Regions from separate parts of the Bos taurus genome. Here region 1 is linked to region 2. The links are chromatin contacts, called in public Hi-C maps. All regions are on one chromosome and are shown on one strand. Each heading gives the region's core, a stretch centred on a gene start, on an enhancer-like site or on the middle of the called end of the contact. The rest is flanking DNA. Distances are from core to core; before and after follow the strand shown. Region 1 holds the start of CENPM (centromere protein M). Region 2 holds the start of SNU13 (small nuclear ribonucleoprotein 13).

Evidence for each region. A called contact is a pair of places that touch in the nucleus more often than the background predicts.
Region 1: a Hi-C map of liver shows a contact between it and region 2, with 2.9 times the contacts expected there. The contact joins the promoter of CENPM here to the promoter of SNU13 in region 2. A contact is called at or near these places in 2 of 11 Hi-C or Micro-C datasets (liver and an unstated tissue).

What each region holds. Positions count from the first base shown.
Region 1 is chr5:112,926,520-112,930,375 of ARS-UCD2.0, forward strand. CENPM (centromere protein M) reads right to left here and starts at 2,146. Exons shown (of 6, transcript NM_001038686.2): 1 at 2,079-2,146; 2 at 1,463-1,542. The coding sequence starts at 2,135.
Region 2 is chr5:112,741,251-112,745,311 of ARS-UCD2.0, forward strand. SNU13 (small nuclear ribonucleoprotein 13) reads right to left here and starts at 1,873. Exons shown (of 3, transcript NM_001077004.1): 1 at 1,813-1,873. The coding sequence starts at 1,815. LOC112446778 reads left to right here and starts at 3,790. Exons shown (of 2, transcript XM_024992798.2): 1 at 3,790-4,061. The coding sequence starts at 3,872.

The DNA of each region.
Region 1 (3,856 bases), core at 896-3,395, 190 kb after region 2:
GACTATGAAGTTTAGGGGTTAAGACTGAAGCCCTTTGGAGTGAGATAGAAGTGGGTTTAAATCCCAGTCTGTCAACTATCAGCTGTGTGACACTGGGAAGTCACCCTCAACATTCTTGTAAGTACCTGGTCTCAGATTGTCAAATACCCACCTGAAGCGGTTTTTTTTTTTGGAATCCTCTATTTCTGCCCATTTCCATTTATTCCTATTACTCATCTGCCCCTACCCCTCAGCTTCTAATTCAAGAATACCAAAAAGTATACAAAATATAACAAAAGTTAAAACACACACACACACTCCTAAAAGCTCAGTTACCTAAAAATTACTACTATTAGTGTTAGAACATTTTTCTAACTATCTTTCCATGTACAAATGTATACACATTCAGACACTAGACTATAGTAGATGGAATCTAGAAACAGGGTAATAGGATTTCCTTTTTTAGTAATGATTTCCATCTTGCTCAAGGAAGGCAATTTGGTCCACATTTTCCTTTAACTCTGATGCCAATTATTTTTAATCTTTTCCTGTTTCTGAGCTACGGGATTGAGTTTATCGGTGATTGTGTTTGGTGTTCTATAGCCTACGAGCCTGGTAAGACAGGTGGGGCACAGATGGACCCATAAACAATCTTTATCTCGAGGGAAAGACGATGTTCTCGCCAGGAAAGGGCGTTTCCAATTCCCATAAAGGAAACGCCCTTTAGATTTGGATCATTCAACACAGACCCTTGGAGTTTGTCTTTCAATCAGGGAGAACGACACCCACATATACTCAGTCACTTGACTCCTGCCAGCAGCTGTTTCTACTCCCTATCAGCTAGAAAAATGAAAGCAAAATATACTTTAGTCATCTTTTCTCCAAATTTGGGAAGTATCTGAGTAACTGTTCTGGGCCAAGTACTGCTCAAGGCAGTGGGGCTTCTTCACCAGTCAGTAAAAGTGAAAGTCCCTGCCCTCAAGGGGCTAACCTCGGGGTGCCTCGGGGCGGCAGACTGGAAACAAACAAATATGTGAATAAGGAAATTTCTTTTTTTTTTTTTAAACAAGCTCTGGACAGTTTTATTAAAGAAAAATTGTACATGGTTTACTTTTCACCAGTCTGTTCTGGCATGCTTCTAATATCAGAATCACCTGGATCAATGATAGCCAGTGTGCATACTCTGTAATATTTTCCACATGCTGTGCCCGATTCAATATTATTGCCACTGTAGTGATGGACATCAGTTTTGGCCAACGTGGCATAATATGGAAATTTCTTTATAGTGACAAGTGCTAGAGGGAAACAGAAAAACTGGCGTGACAGAGGATGCTTTACACGGGGACAGATCACGCGTCAGGACGGAGACTCCGAGCGGTGGGTCAAAATTCGCCCCACCTGCGTCGGCCTCTCTGACCTTCCGCTCCACCCCTCCCCGCTCTCCCAAGCCAGCGATTGGACATCTCCAGGGCAGGCTACTTACACCTTCAGCTCCGAGGTGCAGTCCGCCTTGAGCATCGAATCGGCCAGTTGCTGCAGAAGAGCATCCTCCGTGCCCACCAGCTGCCCAGAGAGAGAAGGCGGCCAATGGACCTCTGGATACAGCAGCCCCGCCGCTGGGCCCGGACGGCCGCGATCCCGGGATTCTGGCTGTAGCGCGCGAGGCACTTTTTACCGAGGGGACTACGGCAGGCATTGGTGAGGGTCTGAGGTTTGCATCCGCTCCGGTTCCGCTCACTACCCGCCCCGCTCGCCCCCGAACCCTCCCTGGAACAGCCTGGTTTCTACCGGAGGCCTGACACGGATACAGGGGGAAAACCACAACCGCGTCTTAGACCGCCTGCATCCACCCTGCGCGCGGGCTCCCGGCCCAGCCGCTCCACCAATCGGAAACTCAGAAAGAGCACTTATTGGTGGAGACATCCCACGGCGTCAAGAGGGCAGCGAACTCTGATTGATTCAGAGAGAGGCTCTCCCGCCCACCACACTCCCGCCGGAGCAGCCCGGGCCAGAATCTCAGAGAGCCACAGAGGGCCTGGCCGCTGAAGCGCGGCCCAGGAGGAAAGGCGGGCGCGGGAATCCGGGCTGCTGACGCCTACCAAGATGGTGGCCGTGTTCAGGCCAGGCAGCTTGTCCAGCGGCCGTAACGCCGACATCCCCGGTGACTGACGGAACTGCGGGTCGCAGGGTGCGCGCCGGGCTTTCAAACAGCCCTCCGGCCCGGCCCTTGTGCGTAACCGCGGGTCACGTGACACCGTCTGGGCGGGGCTTCCTGTGGGGCGGGGCCGGTCAGGGCCTTCTTAAAGGAGACACTACCGCTGGGGGATAGCCGATTAACACGGAGAAGGCAGTGGCAACTTACTCCAGTACTCTTGCTTGGAAAATCCCATGGACGAAGGAGCCTGATAGGCTGCAGTCCATGGGGTCTCGAAGAGTCGGACACTTACTGAGCGACTTCACTTTCACTTTTCACTTAAATGCATCGGAGAAGGAAATGGCAACCCACTCCAGTGTTCTTGCCTGGAGAACGGAGGAGCCTGGTGGGGACGGCGGGGCCTGGTGGGCTGCCGTCTATGGGGTCGCACAGAGTCGGACACGACTGAAGCGACTTAGCAGCAGCAGCCGATTAACAAACCATGTTGTGATAGTTTCAGGTGAGCAGAGAAGGGACTCAGCCATAGAAACACATGTATGCATTCCGCCCCACCCCCAAACCCTGCTCCCCTCCAGGCTGCCATATAACATTGAGCAGAGTTCCATGTGCTAGACAGTAGCTCCTTTCTAAGGGGAAGTTTTCCACTGCTGGCCCTAGGCACCAAAGGTGCTGCCTTCGAGACAGGACTTTTATTTCACTCCTGGGAGAAAGACGGTATTCAGTGATTTGTTTACTCATTTTTCCTTCACTCATGATCATTCCAGGTGCTCTTGTTCAGTCACTCAGATCAGATCAGATCAGATCAGTGGCTCAGTCGTGTCCAACTCTTTGCGACCCCATGAATCGCAGTACGCCAGGCCTCCCTGTCTATCACCAACTCCCAGAGTTCACTCATACTCACGTCCATCGAGTCAGTGATGCCATCCAGCCATCTCATCCTCTGTCGTCCCCTTCTCCTCCCACCCCCAATCCCTCCCAGCATCAGAGTCTTTTCCAATGAGTCAACTCTTCGCATGAGGTGGCCAAAGTACTGGAGTTTCAGCTTCAGCATCATTCCGTCCAAAGAAATCCCAGGGCTGATCTCCTTCAGAATGGACTGGTTGGATCTCCTTGCAGTCCAAGGGACTCTCAAGAGTCTTCTCCAACACCACAGTTCAAAAGCATCAATTCTTCGGCGCTCAGCTTTCTTCACAGTCCAACTCTCACATCCATACATGACCACTGGAAAAACCATAGCCTTGACTAGACGAACCTTTGTTGGCAAAGTAATGTCTCTGCTTTTGAATATGCTATCTAGGTTGGTCATAACTTTCCTTCCAAGGAGTAAGCGTCTTTTAATTTCATGGCTGCAGTCACCATCTGCAGTGATTTTGGAGCCAGAAAAATAAAGTCTGACACTGTTTCCACTGTTTCCCCATCTATTTCCCATGAAGTGGTGGGACCGGATGCCATGATCTTCGTTTTCTGAATGTTGAGCTTTAAGCCAACTTTTTCACTCTCCACTTTCACTTTCATCAAGAGGCTTTTGAGTTCCTCTTCACTTTCTGCCATAAGGGTGGTGTCATCTGCATATCTGAGGTTATTGGTATCTCTCCCGGCAATCTTGATTCCAGCTTGTGTTTCTTCCAGTCCAGCGTTTCTCATGATGTACTCTGCATATAAGTTAAATAAACAGGGTGACAATATACAGCCTTGATGAACTCCTTTTCCTATTTGGAACCA
Region 2 (4,061 bases), core at 623-3,122:
CCCCAAGGAATCAATGCTTTTGAACTGTGGTGTTGGAGAAGGCTCTTGAGAGTCCCTTGGACTGCAAGGAGATCCAACCAGTCAATCCTAAAGGAAATCAGTCCTGAATATTCATTGGAAGGACTGATGCTGAAGCTCCAACACCTTGGCCACCTGATGAGAAGAACTGACTCATTGGAAAAGACTCTGTGCTGGGAAAGATTGAAGGCAGGAGGAGAAGGGGATGACAGAGGATGAGATGGTTGGATGGCATCACCAACTGGATGGATAAGAGTTTGAGCAAGCTCTGGAAGTTGGTGATGGACAGGAAAGCCTGGCCTGTTGCAAGTCCATGGGGTAGCAAAGAGCTGGATACGACTAAGCGACTGAACTGAACTGAAAGAGGAGTCACTTTAGTGGTTTAATAAAAGTCAAAACGACAACAAAAGTTCCACTCAATTTTAAAGCCAAACCACCGACCTTATAAGTAGCAACTGAAAGTTGCTTAGGGTGTATTTATCCACCTTTTAATTTTTCCAAGGGTTAATTAAATGAGTGAATGAATGAAATCTTACTGCTAGACAACTTTAACCCGTAGCTTGATGTCTTTGTTCTCCTCATACACCAGACAGCAAAAACCTGCAAGTTTTGATTTGACAACAAATAGTGCATGCTCACTCTCTCCATACCAGGCGCAAAGGCAATTAAATGCATTATTAAACTGAGACCACCTGATTCCAAAACTTCTCAAGGAACTCCGAAAAACGAACACCAGTTTAGAAGGTTCAAGTTCTAGACTCAGCAACATACCAACCTCAAAATGGGGGTGGGGCAGCAGGGAAGATATGCTTTGGGATCCAAGAACCGTTAAAAGGATTAAACCTCATTATGAAAGTCGAAATGTTTTTGCAAACTCTTCCCTCCTCACTAAGTGCCGACCAAAACTAGGTACCAAGGCACACGATCTGATTAAAAAGTTAGAGACCATCAAGAGTTTTAGATGAGCCCCGCACGTGGTGCTACCAGGACTTCTGATTTCCGAGGTTACCGCCTCGCAGGAGGAATCTTTCCTGCATTCCAGGCTGGGGTTCCTTCCAAACGCAGGCTCCAAACGCCAAGTGAAAGTGAAGTAGCTCAGTCGTGTCCGACTCTCTGCGACCCCGTGGACTGTAGCCTACCAGGATCCTTCCTCCATGGGATTCTCCAGGCAAGAATACTGGAGTGGGTTGCCATTTCCTTCTCCAGGGGATCTTCCCGACCCAGGGATCGAACCGGGGTCTCCCGCATTGCAGGCAGACGCTTTAACCTCTGAGCCACCAGGGAAACCTCCAAACGCGAAAGGCCCCTTTAATCCCTGGCACACGTAACTTGCGACAGGCACTAGGCGTAGACCCATGGAGATATCCTTCTCCTGAACCCCAGCAATGGGAAAGTGGAGCTGGGGAGGATGATCCAAACCCAGGGTTCCACATCATTCTCTAGCGACCCCTCCAAAAGAAATATAAAACCAATAAAATCAAATTTTCTCATCCGACTTTCTACTCTGTCCCACGTGGGTCGGTCCCTTTCTCTCAGGCCCTCTCCGCTCACCGGAGGCATTCAGCCAGGAGCACTAACTGCTGACAGACGCTCCATCACAGAATCCGGGACCCATCTCTAGCGTTCTAACCTCGGACCGGGAGAAAAGACAGTGCTTGGGGCTACTCGGCCGTCCGAGCTCGAACCCCTCGCCGAGACGGCGACACCGCGCATGTTCTAAGCCGACAAGCTAGTGAGAGAACAGAACCCCGAGTCTCCCACTTCCTGGCTCTTCAACCAGGCGCACGCACTCACCATAGCTGCGGTTCAGTGATACCGTCCCTCCTCAAGAAGCACAGGCGATGTTAGAAAAGAACTTTCCGCCGAAAAAAGTCGCAGGGAAAAAGTGGAAATGGCCGCTCGCGGCCGGAAGCGGAAATGACGTTAAAGAGGGCGGCTCTCCCCTTAAAGGGCAACAGCGCGGAACGACTTCAGTTCTGGGGGGAGGGACCGCCTTTGCCGTAGTTTTAGTGTTGTTTTATTACCAGTTATTGGCAGGAACAGTGAGTTCGATACCCAAAATATAATGCACCAAAACAAAGAATTTTAGTGGTGTCATTCCATTGCTAGTTTATTTTGTAGCACATTTAAATTTAAACATTACTTTGCCAACAAAGGTCTGTCTAGTCAAAGCTATGGTTTCTCCAGTAGTCATGTATGGATGTGAGAGTTGGACCATAAAGAAAGCTGAGCCCCGAGGAATCAGTGCTTTTGAACTGTGGTGTTGGAGAAGGCTCTTGAGAGTCCTTCGGACAGCAAGGTGATCAAACCAGTCCATCCTAAAGGAGACCAGTCCTGGGTGTTCATTGGAAGGACTGATGCTGAGGCTGAAACTCCAATACTTTGGCCACCTCATGCGAAGAGTTGACTCACTGGAAAAGACCCTGATGCTGGGAGGGACTGGGGACAGGAGGAGAAGGAGACGACAGAGGATGAGATGGCTGATCACATCACCGACTCGATGCACATGAGTTTGAGTGAACTCCGGGAGTTGGTGATGGACAGGGAAGCCTGGCATGCTGCGATACATGGGGTCGCAGAGTCGGACACGACTGAGCGACTGAACTGAGCATTTAGCCAAGATGCATTGTGTGGTATATTGGGGTTTTCTTGTGTGTTTTTTAACTTCATTTGTTTATTTATGGCTGTGCCGGGTCTTCATTACTGCACTTGGGTTTTCTCTAGTTGCAGTGTGCAGGCTTCTCATTGCAGTGACTTCTCTTGTTGCAGAACATGTCCTCTGGGGCATGTGGGCTTCAGTAGTTGCAGTGCAAGAGCTTAGTTGCCCCATGACGTGTGAAATCTTCCCAGACCATGGATTGTGGAATCAGTGTCGCTTGCCTGGGCAGGCAGATTCCTAACCACTGGACTACGAGGGAAGTCCTGGGCTCTTAGAATAGAGAGATACTTTCCAAATGGTTGGTAAATAGGTGACACCCTTCTACTGTAACCCCAGGGACCACTTTTGTGTGTACATGCTCAGTTATGTCTGATTCTTTGTGACTCCTTGGACTGTAGTCCATCAGGTTCCTCTGTCCATGTGATTTTCCAGGCAAGGATTCTGGAGTGGGTTGCCATTTCCTCCTCCAGGGGATCTTCCCGACCCAGGGATCAAACCCTCATCTCCTGGGTCTCTTGCATTGATAGGCAGATTCTTTACCACTGCACCATCTGGGAAGCCCCAGGGACCACTTACAACCCAGAAATGAAGGAGTTAAGGCCTGGCCCATTCTGATTGGCTGAAGACCCTGCCTGCTCTGTTATTCAGTATTTTGTTCATAACCTTTGGGTGAAAGTCTTCAGGATAGCATTTATATTCCTATCAACACTGATCCTGAGTTGGGAAAGTAATCCCCCAACAAAAAATCAGGATATGCTGGGTGGTTAAACAAGAACACACATGTTCAATAGGGTGTTCATTAAGTGTTTGATATTGGATACCTGAAGGACAAATGGATGAAAGTATCCCATAGGAAGAAAGAAATCCAACAGACTTCAGTTCATCCCTCCATCAACATGGGGGGAACATAGTCTCTTCACTCCAGAGGGCAAGGTGTTTAAGTTCTTCTTCCTCTTAATTCCTTTTGGGCCGTTCCCCAGTGTTGTCCTCATCTATACTGTGGCCGTGTTAGCCAGCTCTGATGTCACGTGCAGCAGCTGCAGCTAAGGCCACAGCATCAAAAGCCTTTATGAGGTGGCCTTAGTGACAGCAGTTCTATGAGGCAGGGGCTACCCCGCCCCGCAGTGGCCAGGTCAGCCATATCAGCCCTGCCCTCCAACTCCAGAACACCACCTGCCTGACCTAAACCGTGTCATGTTGCTGCCCCTCCTGGGCGCCTGTGCTGTCGTGGGGCCGTTCCGGGGTCCTGAGTGGGAGCCAGTGCGGGGCCTGCTCTCTGAGGATCGCAGCTGCAGGGACCCTCGGTGCTGTGGCAACCTGCTTGTCCTCTGCCTCTTTCTGATCTGGCAGGTCCGGCACTACTGGCATCAGGTCACCAGGACCC